Regions from separate parts of the Drosophila melanogaster genome. Here region 2 is linked to region 1. Evidence: chromatin contacts called from public Hi-C data. All regions are on one chromosome and are shown on one strand. Each heading gives the region's core, a stretch centred on a gene start, on an enhancer-like site or on the middle of the called end of the contact. The rest is flanking DNA. Distances are from core to core; before and after follow the strand shown. Region 1 holds the start of CG34348. Region 2 holds the start of CG16952.

Region 1 (6,500 bases), core at 2,817-5,316:
ATAGATGTATATGAACCGAGAGTCACCTTGATTTGCAGATCCTGCGGGGTTAGGTTCTCATCGTAGGGTATAGGCTTGCCCAGATACGTCCGAAACTTGACGGGAAAGCCACCGTAGATGGGATACACCGGTATGCGCACCTTATTGTACAGTCGCATGAAGAACGTCCGAAAGATGCCCACCTGACGGAAGCCCTCGCGCAGATTCTGCGTAAAGCAGGGAATGATGGGCGCCTTTGCCTCGATGGCCACCTTGGCGAAACCGACACGATTGCGCCACAACAGCTCGTAGTAGTGATCACCGAACTGTGCCTCATAAACGCCGCCCGGCGAAATGGCCAGCAGATTGCCATCCCGCAAAATGCTAACGCACGACTGCACCGTGCCGGGACTGACGTGGAATGCCTCAGAGATGGTGCCCCAGCCGGGCAGCTTGAACAGAAATCGATCGCCGATCGTGTAGATCAAACGCTCGCGCTGCAGCAACATTCGCGAATTCAAGTAGTACATATCGATGGGTATGGCGCCATGATAGTAGACAATCAGCGCCGGTCCCTCCTGTGGCACATTCTCCAATCCGATCACCTCGTAGCCATGATAGATCCGAGCATGTGCATCCCAAATGGCGGCCACTATCTTGCGGCCCACTCGCCAAAAATTGCGATCGCCCTGCACGGCGCGCATTATTACCTGCCTGGAAGATACAAGGTGGTTAACTATATTAAACAATTACGCATGATATAATATATAAATCTTTGGTTTTTTGGTATCTGAAGTATCTGAACTTAAGGCCTGGCATAAACACTTGGTTAACTGCGTGATACGTGTATCAAATGCACACAGTAGATGCCTGATATTTCAGGAATATATTATTCCCATATTCTAAAAGCCGATCGAGGGCGAAAACTAAAGTTCGAGAAGGTCATTCAGGTTTCGGCCAGCTCGCCTAATTGATTTGGCAGTCGTTGTCGGAACAAGCGGGCACTGATAATTATGTTTAAATTTAGTTTGCCTGTCCGCAGGTGTTATCAGCACAAGATGGTCGTGTCTCTCCATATCAAAGAACTTATAAATCAATATACATGCATATATGTACGTACATATGTATAAACACATATTTATATAAACAGAATTCGGCTCACCTTGGCAGAAAAAACTGCGTTTAGTGGGCCGCTGATAACAGAGTTCATTCACGAATCTTTTGGCCCCTTGGCGACCAAAACAATGTCGCTGGGGAATCGCAAAGAATCCCCAGTCATTTCAGGCAATTAATAATATACATATATATATATATATATAAATATATATAAAAGATATTGCATTACTTTGGTGTTTTAAGTAGCTAATCTCTAAATGCCATTGCTTTCTACGGATATCAAGGCCGCCGTTGGGCAATTTCGTAACTCTTAAAACGATGGGATAATTATCATGCGATAAGCACGACACATTAAAAAAAAAGAGAGAACATCGTTTATGCATCGTCAAGTTTTTATCTCAGAACTTGTCCAAGTGGAGCGATTGAACCAGCGGCAAAAAGAGCTCCAACAGCTAATTGCATTCGATTCAATGTGGCTCCATAATTCCCGTGATTACGCCCCATATCCCCATGAGGAAAGAGCGGCAGAGGGGAGGGGGTGGTCCACTGATAGCCACCGGTACAGTAAAGCCTGTCGGTTCAACAATACAATGCCTGGCGTGTTTTGGTTTCTAATCGAATCGTACTCACAAAAAGAAGGGCATTTTTCACTGCGTATAACATAGCTAGTATAGTAAAATTGGGCACTACAAATTGTATCTTTGCACTAGTTTAGCTTAAAATAATAATAATAATATATATTATACTTCTTTTTCATGCACGAATGTTTTAAATAAGCAAATTATCATAAAAATATTTCTCTTATAAAATGTATCCATTGAGAACATATAGAAATGTGTATATACATATATTATATGATTGTAATGCATTTTTTAAGCCCAAGTTCGTCATAAAATATAATCTTGTTTGAGCAACGAATTAGCGTCGTGAAATCATGTACTAAATTCCTAACCAAACAGAAGTCGAATATATGTACATATGTATTTATTAGCCCTCTTGAACTTGGAACTGATATCGAAATCGAGCTAATGCAACGACTTTTCTCCGTGTGCAGCCAGCCCGTGAGCTGCAGAATTCGCTGGCCAATTTAGTTCTAGCCATTAGGGCTTCGCGGCTAATTAGCATGGCCAACCGGTTGGGCATTAGAGAGTTGGAAATGTAGAATAAATAGAAGCACGCCAACACAGGCCAGTTCAAGTATATATTTGAGTATATATACATACATATATGTATATTTATAAGCCGAGTAAAAGTTGGCCGAGTCGATCACCTGCCGTTCGACTTGGCTTTTCATTTTCAGTATCGGTGCAATGGTCGAGGGTGTAATGTTCTTCAGGGGTCAGTGTAGTCAGTGCAGCCCAACTTGGCTATATTCCAACTATATATACTATCTAGATGAATATAATTCAAATATATTACTATCTGGTACACATATCAATCCTTTTTTTTAGATCGATAACAGCAGTTTTTACAACTGAAATCTAAGAACTCAAGTAATTGCTTTAGTTTCAAAAACTTTTTCGAGCTAGAAACACATGTAGATTATGCTTATCGTATTAATTTACTTAATTTGCAGAAAACGATCAATTATTGCTGAGCACTTTTTTTAATGCCCATAATTTCGATGATTCAACACATATTCACGGTTTGTCAAAATGTTAATTTCAGCGTTTTGGGAAACAGCTGCATCATAAGTTCCCTTAAAAACAGTGAAAACTAAGTTTATTGGACTATATTACGTTTTCTGTTTGCCTTATAGAGTGTCCACTGTATTCCCGTGCTTTGTTTTATCTAGCTTTTTTTGTTGGCAACACTGGCTGCCCAACTCTCTCCCACTCTACGCCCCTTCCTTACAACGCCATCTCTTTTTATGTTCCCTTTTAATTACAGGTGCAGAGCGGGACGGAAGACGCCGGCCAAAGGGGGAAGGGGTGCGTGGTAAGGGTGAGTGGGGGAAACTTGGCTCCAAAAGTGCGCGATCAGCATGAGAGAGTTCATTAACAGTTGCAATTGAGCCCGCGAAGCACACTGTAATTGTTGTAATTCCAATTTCCCACCCAACTTATACGCAGCTTTCCAACATTTCCATTTCGCTTACCTGTGCAGCTTGTAGATGAATAGCACCAGGAACGAAATGTAGATGAGGGCCACGAAGACCAGCGGCAGCAGAAAGGTGACAATCAGGGGGGTGAGGAAGCGATATAGCCATAGCGAATAGTCCAGATCGATGTAGGAGGCTAGAATCACAAGGTATGCAGTTGGTGGAGGGGCATTTGTTATGTATGTATGTATGTACATAGGTCAGCGGTGCGCCTTATCGGGCGCCAAATATTCGATATTACTCACACAACAGGGAGTGCAGCGTTTTGTACAGGTTCTCCAGAAATTCCATTGTCAGGCGCTGCTCCACCTCATTTGTTGTTCTTGCGCGAAAAGAGAAGCGACCGCCCACCACAACAAAAACACAAAAAAAAACGGTAGAAAAAAGAAGGGAAAATACGACAGAACAAAAAAAAAAAAAAAAAAAACAAATCGGTTTGGCCTGATTTTGTACACTTTCTTCGGCTCGCTTTGCGCTTTTCGAATTCTTTTCGCTTCCTCCTGCTTGGCGATTCTTTTAAATGGTCATCGTATAGTGCGTTTCATTTGAATCAGTATTTAGTATTTGCGCGGCTTGAAATGCATTTTATTTGCATGTTATTTGCTATTGTTATTGTTATTGTCAGTCGAGACTGTTTGCTGGTTTGTTTGTTGTGATTTTCCTAGCACAATGTAAACAATTCGCGGCGCTGCGCTCCACTCGGCTCACACGCAGTAGAGACAACCGACACCGTTCGCAGTCAGAAACATTGTGATCGCGCCGCGCTTTTTTTTGGTTAATAATACTACAAAGTAGCGATTCTTTTATTGTTGTTCCTTCATTCCATTTCGTTTGCTTTTCTGTTGCTCATCTACGTTCTTTGCACCTGGCAACGCCGGCCCAGCTGTTCTGGCTGCAGTCGTTGCCAGACTTTGGTTCTTGGCACCCAGAACAGAACAGTGATGCTCTCTTGGCTAATCACACCTGTTTCTAGCCGGTCAAGGAAGTTCGAGGAAAAACAAAGTTGTTAGTATACTGCATATTATGAATGGCAAGTTCCCAATTAGAATACAACCGCCAACTTGAATTTGAACATTCGCTTATTGGTTTGTATCGATTGAGTGCTATCGGTAATTGCCGGGTGCCGTGGCACCATCGATAGTACCGCCAGTGAGCAGACAGTTGTGCCAGCACTAGCACTTATCGACATTAAATCGGAAGTCGCATTGCAATCGCATGCAATTTGTTTTGTTATTAATTTTCCAAATAATCTCGGGCCTGGTGCTGCTGCCAATTGTGATTCACTACGTCTATTACATAATAAATGCGATTGCCGGCGATCTGTGCGAGCAGAAGAGAGCGCAAAGAGAGCAGCAGCTGCAAAGGAGCCCCACTCCGCGCCACCAAAACCGCCACCCCCCGCATCCGCCACCCACCGAAGAGGAGCCTGTGCTTTCCATAAACAATTTGACAAATTCTAGTCGCTCTCCGACAGCAGCAGCAACAACAACTGCAATGCAAACAAACGATGACGCCAAGTTTATAAAAAAGTGCGTATGTATGGGATTAGATCGTGCGTGCGTGCGTGTGTGTGTTTGTTTGTTTTCATGTGTGGGTGTACAAGTGGCCGAAGAACAAAAGAAATAGCTAAAGCACTCGTCATGCGTCAGAAAGAGAGCCACAATCACCTGGCGCTCTCTATTGATTTTCCACTTTGCGTTCACGCTTCCTCCTTTTGTTTTTTGTTATTTGCAACCGTTAATCGTTATTCGTTATTCGTTGGGTTCTTAACTTTTTTGTTCGTTTTATTAAAACAAAAGCACAAGTTAAGCCAGGCTCAAAAAAAGAATTGGATTGAAAAATCTATTACCTCATTACGCATTGAACCGCATAATTTATGATTGATCCAACAATTTGTCTCGCTCTCAATCCAAAACAAATGCAACGACAACAACAAACAAACAAACAACGAAGGAGGTGGAAAGGCGGATCCATTGAACCGCATCCCACGGATAAGGCGCTGATTGTCAACTACCAACTGGAGGCCACCGTCTTCGGGGAGCCCAACAATCCGATGATCGAGGAAAAGAAGGTAAGAACGCACGGTTACACATCGCTGCACTGGGAGAAAATGCTAGTAGATATTAGAAAATTAAAATAGGACCAGCATTATTGGTATCAAAGATGTTGATAGGGAAAGAATATAATAACAACAATATGCGAACATCTGTAACTTAGTTCTTAACTATGTTAGGTTCATAAAAAAAAAGGAAACAAAGTTGATCCTTAATCGAATAGGTTGAAAAATTGATCTAGATGTGTACACATACATATATTGCTTATTAGTTTAAATACTAGCAGTCATTGTTCTACAAAAACATCCGAATGAGTACTTAAAAAAGCTACTTCTGTTTCTTCCGGTGTGCCCCGAAAAGGGTTAAGGGGCGGGGGGCAGAAGCTGACATTGAGCGGCCCAATCGATAGCGCAACAACAACGGGGTCGATGACGGCCTGCGCTCCAAGTAGTGAGTGAAAAATGTAAAACCACAGCAACAAAAAAAAAAAGATACCCAAAAGCGGTTGGTTGGCCGGGTCTTTAACCTCAATTCACGTTTTTTGGCCGAGCGACAAGCTTATTTTTCGCCGATTGTTCACGACCATAAATATGTACTACATAAGTAAGTCTCTTATGTTTTGCTCTTGGCCATAAATATTGGCGACCAAAAAAGTTTTCAGCTTAGATGCGAAGTGGTTAATTGCCCTGAAGTGGTCCTAAACTAGTTCCTCAATCCTAATAATTACTCTATGTTTATAAATAGCAAAATAACAGCAAAAACAATTAGCCTAATAGTACATTATTTCAGTCGTTAACTAATGCATGTATTGTATTTAATCGCCCAGCACTGTCAAAAAATCATACGACTCCGTTCGCTGAACGCCAAAACGGATCCGGCTGCCTTGGCACGAGAAGTGGTGGAGAAGTGCGATCTCATCCACAAGTCCCAGCTTAATGACGTCGAGCAGATAATCTTTTATCTGAAGAATCGCAAGGATAATGCAAGCAATGGTAAGCAGTTAGATTGTTAGCAGAAATCCATACTAACACTCAGTACCCATTAGATATACCGGATAACAACACTCACAGCCGGCGATCGGCGGCGCTGCACACTTCGCACACCCGCTCCTCTGCTCGATCGCACAGCAGTGTGGCGGCCATGACCAGCAGCACCGGCAGCGGCGGAGGATCCACTGGAGCTAGCAATGGTGTCTCGAATGCCCTGAGTGCCGCCACGCCCACGGCGGATGTGTCCATAAACAATATCGA
Region 2 (6,367 bases), core at 2,164-4,663, 4.5 Mb before region 1:
ACTTGAGGACCGTGGGTAGCGTTTCAATGGACAGCCATTCGAGAATCAAATCCTCACAGCCCTGTGCCAATATATCCAGCTCCAGAAATCGACCGATCTGATATAACTCCATGGCCTCCTCCAGAGTCGTTGGCCGCACCCGGCCGGTATTGGTCAGTGCGTGCACTTCGCCAAGCGAACCGGCCGAGGTGCCGGAACCTACGCCACGTAAAATCAATGACAAGTCCACCGAGTCCAAGTAGATGGCCTGCAGCAATACTCGTGCATATCTTTTTGGTATAACAGTTTCGTCCAAAACGATGCGCGTGGGCACGTGCAACGAGCGCTCCACATACTCGTCCATGTTCCGTGTCCGGCGCGCAATTAGATTGCGAAAGAATGGCGATCGCGCGCTCAATATCGCTTTATGGCAAGGTAGTTCGATCTTCGGCCGGAAGCCGTACTCCGAGGTTCCCGAGTCTTGTCGTAGATAGTCGTTGCTGCCATCTGCCGTGAAGACGAGTGCTGCGTCAGCATAATCACCTGTTTCCAGCAGATAGCGCAGATCGTGCTCCAATGGATTCGGTGTACCGAAATCCTTGCCCAATTGCCGCAATAGAGTAATGTCAATGTTAGGATCATGGGGGCACAGATCACCAGTGTATAGGTAGCGCAATAGCGACGAGAAGAGTTGTACATCAATGGGGGATGTGGGTAGTTCGAGACATATGCGCGCACCGAAACCAGGACATCCTGCCAGCAGGTCCCGAAAATATACACAGCGTGCCGATAATATTGCACGATGGACTGAGAATATCGTTCCACGAAAGACCAGATCACAATCGGTGCACAAGTTCTTCTCATAGATGGCAGCCAGGTCCTGCTTAAACGTTGCCGCCGGCGGTCGTGCCAGTTCAGCTTGCACCTGGAAAATGGGAATTGAACGGAAGGGAAGTGATTAACATGGGCGCACGGATTGTGTTCGATTTTCGTTTTGCTAACCGACAAATCCCTCAGAGCCGACAATGCCTCGAACTCCTCGCACAGAGCTGCCAGTTCCACGGGTGCCCAATCGGATACAAAGTCGCGCAGGACGCGAGCGTGATCACAGGCTTTCGAGGAGCGCCGTCGTCGTATGAACTTGCGTTTGAGTGTCGCAAAGCCGGTGGCACGCTTCCGTCGCTGATCCCGATGGTAGTGAGCGCCACTGATGACAATGCCCGGAGCTGCACCTGCATTCCCACTGGGGCCGCAACTACTGCTGCTTCCGAAAGCACCCGAGCATCCACCGCCACCTCCTGGAATCTCCCCCATGCCCGGGGGCATAGCCGATAGGTTCCCATTCGAGTTGCTGGCATTGCTATTGGCTCCGCTGCCCGACGAGGCCGCCGTGAGATAGCTGCTGCTCGACGTGTTGGCTCCCATTTTGAGTGTAGTGCCAGGTTCAGATGCCAAATACTAAACTGTCTGCGGTACTTGGTGTAGGTGCTTCTATGCAGGACACGCACAGTGGGTAATATCTTTAAATTTCATGCTTCTAATGCCTGTATATACGGTTTTTAGCAGCGCGTTAATAACAACCTGGTTCTGAAAAAAAGCGATCTATAAGATACAACATAGCAACTATATAATTTATTTGTTCGTTACCTTTTTGTGCAAGGATTCTTTCAGCATTTTATAAATTCAGCTTTGGGAACTCCTTGAACCCTTAACAAAAAAGTATTTTCTCGTGAACATGATGACACCAGACAGATCTTTCTGAAATTAAGATAAAAACAAATTTAGTAACATATTTTTAAAGAAAAAAGAAAATAATATTGTTAATATCAAAGTAACTATATTATCATTCTTTTCTAGCTAAAAAAAAAAACAATAGGTTTCCTATAAACATCAATGTTAATCTTGTTGCTGCTAACATTTTAATGTTATGTTATCGAAAAACAAAAGTTAACAGTTGTTTCAAGTTGTGGCCACGCCTTTTCCGCCCCCTCACATGTAAAAAACTCGCAGGACATGCATTTTTAATGTTTTTGGAGAGAATCTCTTGTTAATTTTAGTTTTTCATATACCTTATTTAAATAACCAGTACAAACCTGTGCTATTGCATTCAGTCTTCGAGATCCAATTGTTTACTGTTTTTGATAAGAAGCCAACCGATTGGCCAGCTTAAAATCCTAGAGCCCCCAAAAGTTATTCATGTTTGCAGGAAAGTTTAGCCTTGAAAAATTTGTTTCGAGCCTAAATAATGTTGTTTATCTGGAAGATATTGTTTTAAAAGATATAAATTAGCACACACATGCACGCATACATGGCAACATATCGACAAAATAAACAACGAAAAGTGGGACCATTATATTATGTACATACATAGATTTTTGAGTAGGTGCTACATTGACCCACATATGTATGTATATATTTGAAACTAAATGGGACATTCCCACTTAGAAAAATAAGAAAATCACATTTTAAAGCTGTAACAGCAAGCATTTGCTTTGCATTTGAAGGGAATTTGTTAAGCAAAAGTAGAAATATTATGAATCTTTTTACAAACTTCCACTGTTACATTTTTGAAACCATTAAAAGCAAGCACTTTACATTCTAATATTTCGTTTCTCTTAAATCCACAAAATACATACACACATATATACTCTTATGTACACACGAAGTTGCCAATACGACAGTGCCATATGTACATATGTATATGTATGTATAAACAGTTCACATCTGCAGCCAAATACACATTCTTACAAGACTTTTTCCAGCATTTTTAACCGCTATTTAAATTGGACTATATTTTCCAAAACTCATTCATGAACAACATTGAAATGTTAAAATTACATGCACAAAAATAGATGAGCATATGTATAGAGAAACGCACTGTTGCACATGTGCAACTGAACATCTATTAAAATTTCTATACATGTGTACAATTTGCATTGAAAAACATTACAAGTTACGGTATAATGTTAACAAAGATATTCGAAATGTTTAGCCACCGTTTATAAATATTAATTATTAAAGCGTCCGCACGTATATCTCCAACATACATACATATGTATATACCAATATGTATACAGATTTATGTTCACTACGCACATACGTAAGATGTGAACTCGAGATGATTTTACCCGATGCACTTATGTTTCATTATATTTCGTTGGGGAAAATGTGTACCACACACACACTGCACAATCGTTAAATTCGCTCGGAAAACATACTCTTTGTTCGCCCCGTCAGTTTTACACAAGTTATGGCGTTTTCACTCGGTAACTTTCATTTACATTCATCAAGAACCAGAAGTCTTGAACTCTTATGCTGATTTGTGTCCGTTTGTTGCTACTGCATGTTGAATAATTCACATTTTATTTTAAGGTTTCATCAATTGATTATTTTATTTACATGCCAGTATTAAAATGTTCTGAAAATTAGTGTGCCCGTGTGAGAAAATTAATCGAAAAGACGGTATAGCAAGCGATTAAATATCGATAACGATATAATGGTGAAGTGCTGTTGAAATGATGCAGTCAACCAAAATATTTGATTATATTTGCCAATTATGCAAATATAAATCGGCAGAGAAACATTATTTTCTCAGAAATGTATCCAAAAAGCCAGGCTTACACAGACAATATGCCACCGTTAGTCTCTCCAAATATCGATAACTTCTGTTTATACATTGCTTCAACTGAAGGGTTTAAGGTCGCTCTTATCGAAATCTGTAAAAGCCCGATTTTTGCCGATAACAATACCATAGAATCAGGCTCATTTAAAATTATTTGAAAACTTTAACAAGTTATGTAATCATTCAAAAACCAATCGACTTAAAAAAAATATCGACACATTTCTGTTATATATATATTACTTCCAAATATAGCAAATGAAAAAAACAATTTAAAGTAATACTCATACTATTTTAGGTATTTCAACGGTTTATACCAAATAAAAAGGCAAAAATAAATATTTAAATGCTTATGAGTCGGCATTTTTAAAACTACACACAGAGTGAAACTTTATTCAACAACAGTAAACATATTTATGTGTATAATGGATGTATTATATTAATAATTTTCCAATGTGGCTGGTAATTGAAGAGCGAAAACAGTAGCATTTCAGAGCATAGCGCATATGTATGTAGGTGATGCTCCACCGGGGAGCAATATATATATAAGTTATGTGATGCCATTTTCAGGCCGTTTCTGAAGTGTCTCACCCCATTCTACCGCGCCCTAATCTTTAACTTTTACGTAGAGTGTGGGTGGGTAGTGTTCTTGGTGTTCCACATTTAATCCTTGCTCTGCATGTACTTGATCAGGTCGATGACGCGGTTGGAGTAGCCAAACTCGTTGTCGTACCAAGAGATCAGCTTCACGAACTTGTCGTTTAGCGAAATGCCAGCCTTGGCATCGAACACCGACGAGTGGGTGTCGCTGAGGAAATCGGTAGAAACGACCTCCTCATCGGTGTATCCCAGGATACCCTTCAGGGGTCCGTTGGCGGCCTCCTGAACCTTGGCCTTAATTTCATCATAGGACGCACCCTTGCCCAAGCGCACGGTCAAATCGACCACGGAAACGTTGGGAGTGGGCACACGGAATGCCATTCCGGTGAGCTTACCGTTGAGGGCGGGGATAACCTTGCCCACGGCCTTGGCAGCTCCAGTGGAAGCTGGAATGATGTTCTGGGCAGCGCCACGTCCATCACGCCACAACTTGCCGGAAGGTCCATCGACGGTCTTCTGGGTAGCGGTGGTGGCATGAACGGTGGTCATCAGACCCTCGACGATCTCGAAGTTGTCGTTGATCACCTTGGCCAGAGGAGCCAAGCAGTTGGTGGTGCACGATGCGTTGGAGACCACCTTCATGTCGGGCTTGTAGGCATCCAAGTTGACGCCGCAAACGAACATGGGAGCATCGGCGGATGGGGCCGAGATGATAACCTTCTTGGCACCGCCCTTCAAGTGAGTGGATGCCTTGTCGATGGTGGTGAACACGCCAGTGGACTCCACGATGTATTCGGCACCAGCGCTGGCCCAGTTGATGTTGGCCGGGTCGCGTTCGCTGAAGACGGTGATCTTCTGGCCGTTGACCACCAGGAAACCGCCCTCGGCGGCAACGGTGCCCTTAAAACGTCCGTGGGTCGAATCGAACTTGAACAGGTAGACCATGTAGTTCACATCGATGAAGGGATCGTTGACGGCCACAACGTTGGCGCCCTTATCAATGGCGGCGCGGAGAACCAAGCGGCCGATGCGACCAAATCCATTGATACCAATCTTCGACATGGTTAACTTTTTGTTTATCTGGAAAGTAATGTATGTATATGTAAAGCAGTTAGTACTTGGAAAGTTTTCCGCGGAATTGAGGGAAACACTACCTATCGGCTTGCTTGCAAGGAATCGACTGTGATGGCTGAGAAATTTTGAGCGCTTTCTATGGGCGAAAACTCGGGCGAAAAATTGTTCAAAGTCAGATGAAGGACGTGCATGTCAAGCTCGAGAGCGGCTACCGCAATAAAAAAGAGCTTTTGCTCTCAGTAACGTGAAAGCTCAATGCTACCCAATAGACTTTTTGCAAGCATCATTATATGAATATAATAAGTAGATATGTACATAAGATACGCTTAACTTTAAAAACTTCTGATCTTAGACAGTTAAAGTGACCTATAAAGTATATGGATTTTTTAATTTATACGGACAAATGTTTATTGGGATATTTTTATGGCCATTTCACCTGCTCAATTTTGTTGACGGAAGTTGAGCTTTCTTGTGAGCTTAGTTGCCGGCAATTACATACGTGCATATATAGGCACACGAAACATACACATATATGAGCACGTCTGATGAACATCAATTGGTTATATTGTACATAAATATGTACATAAGTAAATGCAAATGGAAAAATCCTAACATCCCCACATAAATACATATTCATCAATTTCATTAATATTAAAATTTAGAGGTCATATTCTGAGCAAATTGAAGTTTCGCCGGTACGTGACATTAATCTGTACAATACATGTACATATGTACAAAGATACATATACATGTAAATATGTATATATCTTCTATGCATAACTACAATATTAGATGAAATAATTGTCTAAGTAATTAAATTATCCGTTTTGATGATTTCATTTAAGCAATTGTGCTGTTGTCATCCCATTGTTAAAATGAAAAACACCTGACAGCTCAAGTAGGCATCCAAATTTCATGAATTTTAAACGCTAATGGTAATAAATAGTGTTAGTCACAAAATTCCATGTACCCATAACAACGAAATTGTATAACTTTATGATGAAAACTAAGTGAATGTGACCTTTTGAGTCACGCAGAATTCATTTACCTTTTTTTATTATATATAAACATGTATATACATATGTTCTTAAAATC

What was found. A called contact is a pair of places that touch in the nucleus more often than the background predicts.
Region 2: a contact with region 1 is called in a Hi-C map of the Kc167 cell line, with 2.6 times the contacts expected there. The contact joins the promoter of CG16952 here to the promoter of CG34348 in region 1. A contact is called at or near these places in 3 of 107 Hi-C or Micro-C datasets (the D17-c3 cell line and the Kc167 cell line).

What each region holds. Positions count from the first base shown.
Region 1 is chrX:11,337,439-11,343,938 of dm6, reverse strand. It overlaps CG34348, which reads right to left and starts at 4,066. Exons shown (of 4, transcript NM_001103484.3): 1 at 3,442-4,066; 2 at 3,194-3,332; 3 at 27-693. The coding sequence starts at 3,487. It overlaps Kap3 (Kinesin associated protein 3), which reads left to right and starts at 3,855. Exons shown (of 10, transcript NM_001103480.2): 1 at 3,855-4,201; 2 at 4,529-4,725; 3 at 5,150-5,267; 4 at 6,077-6,242; 5 at 6,296-6,500. The coding sequence starts at 4,691.
Region 2 is chrX:15,867,229-15,873,595 of dm6, reverse strand. It overlaps CG16952, which reads right to left and starts at 3,413. Exons shown (of 6, transcript NM_001298375.1): 1 at 3,108-3,413; 2 at 2,073-2,235; 3 at 1,627-1,737; 4 at 982-1,566; 5 at 1-904. The coding sequence starts at 1,404. Gapdh2 (Glyceraldehyde 3 phosphate dehydrogenase 2) reads right to left here and starts at 5,451. Exons shown (of 2, transcript NM_080714.4): 1 at 5,353-5,451; 2 at 3,935-5,278. The coding sequence starts at 5,260. The coding sequence ends at 4,262.